2 separate regions of the Rattus norvegicus genome follow, and region 1 is linked to region 2. Evidence: chromatin contacts called from public Hi-C data. All regions are on one chromosome and are shown on one strand. The core of a region is the stretch at or near the end of the contact, and the rest is flanking DNA. Distances in the headings are between cores, read along the strand shown. Region 1 holds the start of Bhlhe40 (basic helix-loop-helix family, member e40). Region 2 has its middle 25 kb from the start of Setmar.

The links. A called contact is a pair of places that touch in the nucleus more often than the background predicts.
Region 1: a contact with region 2 is called in a Hi-C map of liver, with 2.6 times the contacts expected there. The contact joins the promoter of Bhlhe40 here to the enhancer-like site in region 2. A contact is called at or near these places in 3 of 12 Hi-C or Micro-C datasets (Schwann cells, kidney and liver) and 1 of 1 datasets of contacts at active chromatin or transcription factors (oligodendrocytes).

The regions. Positions count from the first base shown.
Region 1 is chr4:143,172,531-143,176,387 of GRCr8, forward strand. Bhlhe40 (basic helix-loop-helix family, member e40) reads left to right here and starts at 1,920. Exons shown (of 5, transcript NM_053328.2): 1 at 1,920-2,318; 2 at 2,487-2,556; 3 at 2,835-2,942; 4 at 3,847-3,857. The coding sequence starts at 2,239.
Region 2 is chr4:142,624,834-142,628,831 of GRCr8, forward strand. No RefSeq gene overlaps it. Among named protein-coding and RNA genes, the nearest start is that of Setmar, 25 kb to the left of the region's middle. Within about 2 kb of position 1,953, at least 22 of the 93 cell types and tissues checked have an H3K27ac peak or open chromatin away from gene starts, as enhancers often do. A contact at or near this core is called in liver, where this site is marked.

The DNA of each region.
Region 1 (3,857 bases), core at 670-3,169, 550 kb after region 2:
CGGGGTGACTGACCCTAAGCACGGTAGGGAAGGTTAACAGTCATCTCTCAACTCCCCGAACTTGCAGGGCAGGGGAGCGCAGAGGTCAGTGAAATCCCCAGCCAGGCCTTATTTTAGTCACGACTTTCCACTGGCCCCTTGCTGTGTGTCAGCGCCGCTCACAGCGCCGCAGGTTCTGCGTTTCAGAGGCTTTCCCAGCTCCGGGCTGTTAGAAGGTCAAAGAGACCAGATTTTTCCAATGCAGGTCGGTGGGGGTGGGGCCCGGCGGCCTCCGCGAGATTGAAGAGCGCTGGGGCCCCTGGAGCTGCCCTTGTGCCCCGCGCTCGGGCTTGTGGGTTAACCTCTACTACCTAAACGTCTTGGTTAGTATTAAATTAAAACTTTCTCGTTTTATATTCTCTGCCAGTGGCCCCGATAGACTTTCTGCTGAAGGCAGTCTTCTGATTGGCCTGGTTGGCTCCCTCCCAAAGGTCCTTGTAAATTCAAGGTCAAAATCCGTGCTTGTTACCTCCACTGTCTCCAGCCACGAGCTCGACTGGGTAAGGGGCTCAGTGAGTGTGTGCTGCACATATGTGGAGATTTCACTGTGATAAACCAAGAGGATGGGGCGTGGGAGTGGGGGTCCTCCTGTCTCCTCTCTCCTGTCCTGGAATAGACTGCAAACAGCGCCACCCAAGTTCCTGGTTAGCTTCGGGATCCCATGCCGGCTGGCAGCCCGGTGCGCGGGGGTCACGGCTTGGAAGCCGGCGCGGAGAGGCTTGCAGTGAGCCGAGCTCCGGCCCGCGTCTGGGCCACGTGAAGCGTCACGCCCCGCGCTGCTGCAGGGCAGGCGCCGTCGCCGCGGTTGTGTAACTCTGCAGCCGGAGGGGAGGCGACCCGGACGCCTCTGCATCGGAGGGGGCAGAGGAGGGAGGGAACGCCGGGCACCGTGCCCGGTATCTTTCTGTGCTTGACTAGCCAGGGTGGGTGGGGGCAGTGAGGCACCCTGGAAGGCGGGAGGAGATGGGTGCGCGCCAGTCGGGTGCCAGGCCACCCGCAGGCTGCGCCCGGGAGCTGAGCTCCCGGGAGAGTTGGGGGAGGGGAGGGTCCGCACGGCTCACACGGTCCACGGTCAGGTGCGCTCGGCGTGCTCGGCGGCGGCCTCGGCTGCCCTAGCGCCTGGCCACCAGCCCGCTTCCCATGGGGTGACATCCGCCCCGCCCTCGGTCCCTCCCCAAGGCGGGCAATTCCTGGACACTGAGGCTGAGCGTTGGGGGGCTGGGAAGCCAGGACGGAAAGAAACCCCAGCCTCTGGGGAAGGCCAAGGGGGGCCGACAACTCCCTCCGCTGCGCACCGGTTCCTAGGAGCGGGCCAGGCGGGGGAGGAGGAAGAGGGCTGGGCTGGAGCGACCAAGGGGATATTCCTCTCCCGGCTTGAGTCAGACGCGGGCGGAATCCGTCCTCCCCCGTTCCCTCCCAGGAGACGGGAACTTACTTCATTTCCCTGGGGCAGGTTCGCCCACGTTACCAACTCTTCCCCCCGCCCCCCAGCTCCCCAGTTCCTTCCAGCTTCCGTGCCCCCCACCCAGCTGGGCAGGACTCTGGCTGCGCTGCCACCCCCTCTTTCGGGGAAAGGAGGCCGCAGCCGCAGACACCTGGGGCCCGAGGTTTGGGGCGGCGGGGAGGGGGGGCACTTTGCAGCCGCCAGAGCGTTGTCCAACACGTGAGACTCATGTGATGAAGCCGGGGGAGGGCGGGCAGGTCGCTCCTTCCCTCCCCGGCAGCGGCCAGACGTGCTTGGAGTCACAGGGTAGAACACGTAGCTTCTACCCACCCACTCGCTCCCATTTAACCCAGCCCGCAGCCTCTCCTTACTCCTCGGCTCGTCCCCTCCAGCAACCACCGCCCCCCCCCCCGCTCCGCCCTAAGCAACCCCCCCTTTCCCTCCCGCCTCTCCACCCGCCCCACTTCTCATTCACTTGGCTCGCACGGCGCAGACAGCGCAGCGAGCACACACCGCCAGTCTGTGTGCAGAGCGGGAGCCAGAAGCCGTGGGGGACACCCGGTCATGCACGCCCCCAACTGAAGCGACACCTCAAAGCCGCAGCTCCTGGCAGCCCAGCGCATTGCAAGAAGCTCAGGCTAGCTCATAGGAACATACCCCTTGAGACCCTCGGATCCTCCCTTCCAGGGCAGTCCTCTCTCAGACTCTCTGCTAAGTGCAGACAGGAGCGCACAGTGGCCCCTGCTCGCCGCATCATGGAGCGGATCCCCAGCGCGCAACCACCTCCTACCTGCCTGCCCAAAACGCCAGGGCTGGAGCACGGAGACCTGTCAGGGTAAGTGTGCGCTGTGATCCCTTCAAGTCTCCGCTCCTCACCGTGTCTTCCATACCACTCTCAACTTGGGGCATCTCTGGGCATATAGGGGGCTTCTTGCATCTGTAGGACTTCTGCAGCCAGTACGCACTTGGGAGTCACGGCTCTTTCTGGCCTTTCTCCCTGCAGGATGGATTTTGCCCACATGTACCAAGTGTACAAGTCCAGGCGGGGAATAAAACGGAGCGAGGACAGCAAGGTAGGTGCATCCCTGGGGACCCCGTTCCTTAGCCTCTCGCGTGCGCTGAGTTTCCAAGGAAAAGTTTGCTTGTTTGAAGGTTGGCTGGGGGTTTCGGGATGTGATGAGCTTATTGTCACAAGTGAGTGACTTGGGAAAGAAGGGGCAGAGAAGGTGATCCTCGGTGCGTCTCTGCGCCCTCGCAGAATTTTTTTCCCTCTGGTGCTGGGTGGGGAGGAAGGGAGGAAGCTTCGTGTTCCCTTTCTCAGGCACCCACTGCTTCCATTTATTCCTTGCAGGAAACTTACAAATTGCCGCACCGGTTGATTGAGAAAAAGAGACGTGACCGGATTAACGAGTGCATTGCCCAGCTGAAGGATCTCCTACCCGAACATCTCAAACTTACTGTAAGTGAGAACCTGGCTGCGCTCCAACCCAGTTCTTCTGCCCAGAGGGCGGGTGGGGGTCACCCGCCGCCTGCAGGCGTCAACGGGAACTGCAGGCTAGACGGGCGGATCAAAGCTCCTAGTAGTTCTGGTTTGGAGGGAACCCAGACCCAGACCCAGGACTTCCAGGCAGAGGCAGAACCAGAACCATCTGGGGCCTCTTTAAGTTGGCTCCAACACTAGCACAGCTTCCTTTTGGTATTTTTTTTTCTTTCTCACCACCTCGTAGTCTCCCTTAACTTAAAAGGAACAAACCGTGAGATTAAAAAATTATGCCCTTCTCCTTGTCCTCTTACCATCCACGAGAGGACCTACTTTATTTAATGTGTGCCTTTTCTTTTCATCATCATCTTTACTGGTAACCGAAAGCTTTCTGGATTTTCCTTCGGGAAAAGTGTTTGGAAAGGAAGACGAAAAGCCTGCATGACTGGAAGTCCTGAACGGGTGTTTGGGGGGGGGGGGGATGTGTAAAAAAAAAATTCAGCACACTGGGAAAGCCGTTTGGTTGCCAGACACAGTAGACATCCCTCCCTGAGTTGACACCACAGCAGGGAAATGTTATCTCCGGAGTCCCCTGAGTTAAGGTCAGGGCAGCTGCTGGAGAAATATATCTGTCAGCTCACTCCCGAGACTGTAACAGCTACCAAAATGCCTCCAAAGATAGGCAACACATGTTTGACTTTTTTTAAGCCTTTGATCGTTATATGGATATGTTAACACATCTGCAAACTTTAAATTTAGTGGGGCAGGAAAAGCTCTTCCTATCTCGTTGTCTACACCCAATTCTCATAACAAATAGTGTGTGTCAGAAGGGACTTCACTGACCTCACAGGTGACGGAAGCTCCCTTTTTTTTGTTTCCTCAGACTTTGGGTCA
Region 2 (3,998 bases), core at 703-3,202:
GTGCGCATGTGCAAGAGTGCCTTCGTGCCAGGTCTTTGCCCAGTCCGGGGCGTGCCTTATGAGATCATGGGTAAACAACCAATCAGGTGTGGATGCACCGCGCTAGGGTGTATATAAGCGCACCATATTGGCGCGCCAAGGCTTCTCCTTAAGATTAAAATAAAAGTTTGGTCACAGCAAGGATTTCTATGTACCCGCGTGTTTCTTGCCGGCGAGAGGTCGTGTGTGGGACATCTAATACCATTTTCTGGTCTCCACATACCGCCTGCAGTAAAGTATGATGCTAGAACACATACATGTACACACACACACACACACACACACACACACACACACACATAAAATAGCCTACTTACATCAGGTTTTCTTTGGCTGGCATTGCCTCTGCACTAACTCCCAGGGGGTCTACAAAATGTCTGTGCCAAGGGCAATGATCCTTCCCAACTGTTTTTGTTTTGTTACTCAAAAAGAAGGTAAGAAATACAGACTAAAGAAGTCCTCCAAAACAGGGACACCAAGATGACACAGGAAGAACTCAATCTAATGTCTCTAAAAAGAATTTACCAGGAAGCCCTCCCTTCCATTTCTCTGTAAGAGAGAGGGTTCGATATAATTCAAATCCACTTTCCACATATACTACAACCTAATCTCCCAAGAGGCATGAGGTCCCACAGCTAAGAACGTAAGAACAGAGACTTAAGGTTTATAATCCCAGGACTCATTTTGATCCAACACACTAGTCCTCCCAAAGAACATTCAGGAAAATGTATTTTGAACAGTCTCTTGACAAATGCTACAACATGCTGGGCCTGGTCCAGCGACCAATCCTGTGGATCATTAAGACAGAATCAAGAGATGAGGTGTTTGGCTGTGAAGAGACTAGGTAGCCTGCCAGGTCTCGCTGGCTCTTAGACCATGCTTGTCAACTCTCAGAGGCACATGGGGTCAGAGCCAGTCCGAATGAGCCATATGTAAGAAAGGTCAGATTTATTAACTCAGCCAGGGACCCAGCTTACCAAACCGCAGGCCGAGAAGCAGCATCAGAGCTGTGGGCACTTAGGAGGTCACAAGTACAGCAGAGTCCCTGTGTAGGGCATTTGACATGGGTACACCCTTTCCTGTGCTGGAAACTGCTACAGAGGGCTGACAATATCCATCACTATTTAAATAGTTGTGTGTTTTAATACAGCATATGGACTCCAGGGATTTCTCCTACGAACATACTGCCACAAATCGGCAAAGATAAATAAGTAAGAACTGGTCTGCTGAAACACTTTTCTAAAAGTAAAGATTAAAAAATAATAATAATAACCCAGATACTTAGGGTAAAGGAATGTTTAAATCAAATCAATTATTTTAAAATGAACTATCCCTGCCTGGAGAGATGACTCAGAAGTGTTTTTTTTTTCCCCAAAAAAGTTCCAGTTGAAAAGATAAAGAATCGTTTTGAGCCTCTCTTCCTGTCCTTTACAAAGCTGGAGCAGGGGAGATGATGACTCAGCAGGTAAGAGTACTGGTTGCTCCTAAAGTGGACCAGGGTCCAGTTCCCAGCACCCTCAAAATGTTCACAACTGTCTTGGAGCTCCAGTCCAACGGGATCTGATACCCTCTTCTGACCTTGGTGGGCACCAGACACACTTGTGATGCACAGACATACGTGTAGGCAAATCACTCACACACATAAACTGAAAACAAATAAAAACGAACACCTGAACATTGACTCAAGAGAAGAAATGATGTACCTCATCTTGTTTACCTCCTTCCTCTTAGCAACCCTAAGTCCACAGCACCCCAAAATGAAAAGGTTCTCCAAATTTACAGAAGATTTGCTCAAAAACAGTAAGAAAACAATAAAATAAATAACTACAAAGCCCGTCTAGCCACTAGAGGGAGAACATTACACAGAAAAGCACCTTCAGCGGCTGCCTTTCAGTGAATGTGGCCACAGGAGGAGGTGCAATTGTTGGCAGCCACAAACACTGCTCAAACCTCAGAGGCTACAAACAGTAACCACTGTGTTCCAGTCTTTGCCTGCCCTAATATGTCGTGAAGCAAAGCCCTCCGCTAATCCGATTATACACATGATAGCGATTGCTGTGATGGTGGGTTTAAACCACTCCACTACCACCGAACTATTTACAACTGTTCTGGAACAGAAGCAAAGGGAGCTGGAAGCTGCCCCCAAACTATTTCTTAAGGAACAATGCTCCATTTTGAGCACAGCAGTGGAGGTAAGAGAGCAGGAAATGCTTTAGCTTTGTTTCACAAAGACCAGGGGACTTAATCATACACTTCTGCAGACTTTGACTGAGTAAGCACGGTGAACACATTGTTCTTCCCCTTGTTCTGAATGGATCTCAGGTTCCTCTCTTCACTTCATTCATTTTATACACTTGAGCCTGGCACAGATGAGCTGACAATGTATTCGGTGGTCGCCTTACTTCCAGCAAGATGACCCTTTCCCGTATAGCCACCCTTCTTCTACTTCACCTCTAAGACAAATTCACGTCTTTCTTGAGAGTCATCTAATCATTTGTAAAATAAATAAATAAATAAATAAATAAATAAATAAATAAATAAATAAATAAATAAAACCTAAGTGGTAAATTCGGCAGGAAGGGGAAAGATGGGCGCAAAACTGTGTCTTTCCAAAAATGCCGTGGTCTTAAACTTGGATGTCTCATTAACCCATTGGAGGAACTGAGATGAGGCAAAGCAGAGATATTCTGAGTTGGGACTGGACTTAAGGCAAGTCAAGGGTCTTTGCATAAATCACCCTGCACTACTTTAACAGCCCTGCCTGGCTTCTATGTCGGCTACAAATACATTCACTTAATTTTCAAACCTTAAATGGGCTGGTGAGCTCAGTCAAAAGTCAGATCTAACAAGTGGTGGGACCAGATTAAAATTATTGAATTGGACAGCCAGAAGCTCATGTTCTCAACCACAAATCCATTCACCCACCTCCCACCTGGCTGTTTCTCCCTTTAGGGCTTATGCTTGACCTCAAAAATCTCTCAGACTCCATCCATAATTCCTGTCACCAAATGCACAATAAAATCACAGATCCAATACTACAGTAGCGACAAAAAACAATAAAGCCCTGATCCTACCTCATCCCACAGCCGCCCCAGGGTGCCTTGCAGACACTTACAGTTTCTTTTATGCCTCTTGGGAATAATGACCCAAAACAACTAGTTCCTCCCACCACTGTGCTCCAGATCAAACTAGATCATGGGCATTAAGCACTCAGTACAATGCTGAGCACCTAGGAAGCGCCTGAAATTGCTGGCTGGGAAGCAAACTTGAGGAGGTGGAGTAATCACAAGCCAGAGCACCGAGAAGTCAAACCTCAGCAGGGACGAACAAAGTGGGTGCTTCAGACAGCAATGGCCTGGCCCCTCTCACTGGCTTTGTAATACAGCCATCTCCTAAAGAGAAGACATAAAGGACACACAAGGTCCCAGACCACTGTCCCCTCGAATGAAGGCTTCCATATTGAGGATTCTCGTTTGACATGCACGAATACATGGGGAACACTATCGAAGTCTGACATTAGACTGATTCCCAGCCATTAGACTTGTCCACACACCAAAGTATTTTTCAAAGGCTATGTGGAAAACATGACATCCCATGGCAATTTAAACCATTCTTAGAGTAATCTGAGCTCAGTTCTTGCAGGTTGTCCTCAGAGGGGCTGGAGAAGGGAGGGCCATGCTCTTCAAAGACAAAGACAGTTAGTTACTCTGGGACCTTGCTTTTCTCCTAGATAATTCACTCTCAAAGTTCTCACTCCTAGACATGACAGAGTACTCAAAAGAAGTTATATAACACGAAGTCTCTCGAAAATTCTACAGTACATTCATGTGATACTAGGAATTAATAATAATAATAATAATAATAATAATAATTTAATAATGCTGGAAACAGTGCTGACTCACTGACCCCCGATGATGCTGGAGATCCTCAGAGCCCCACAGTACATGCTGAGCTAGAAA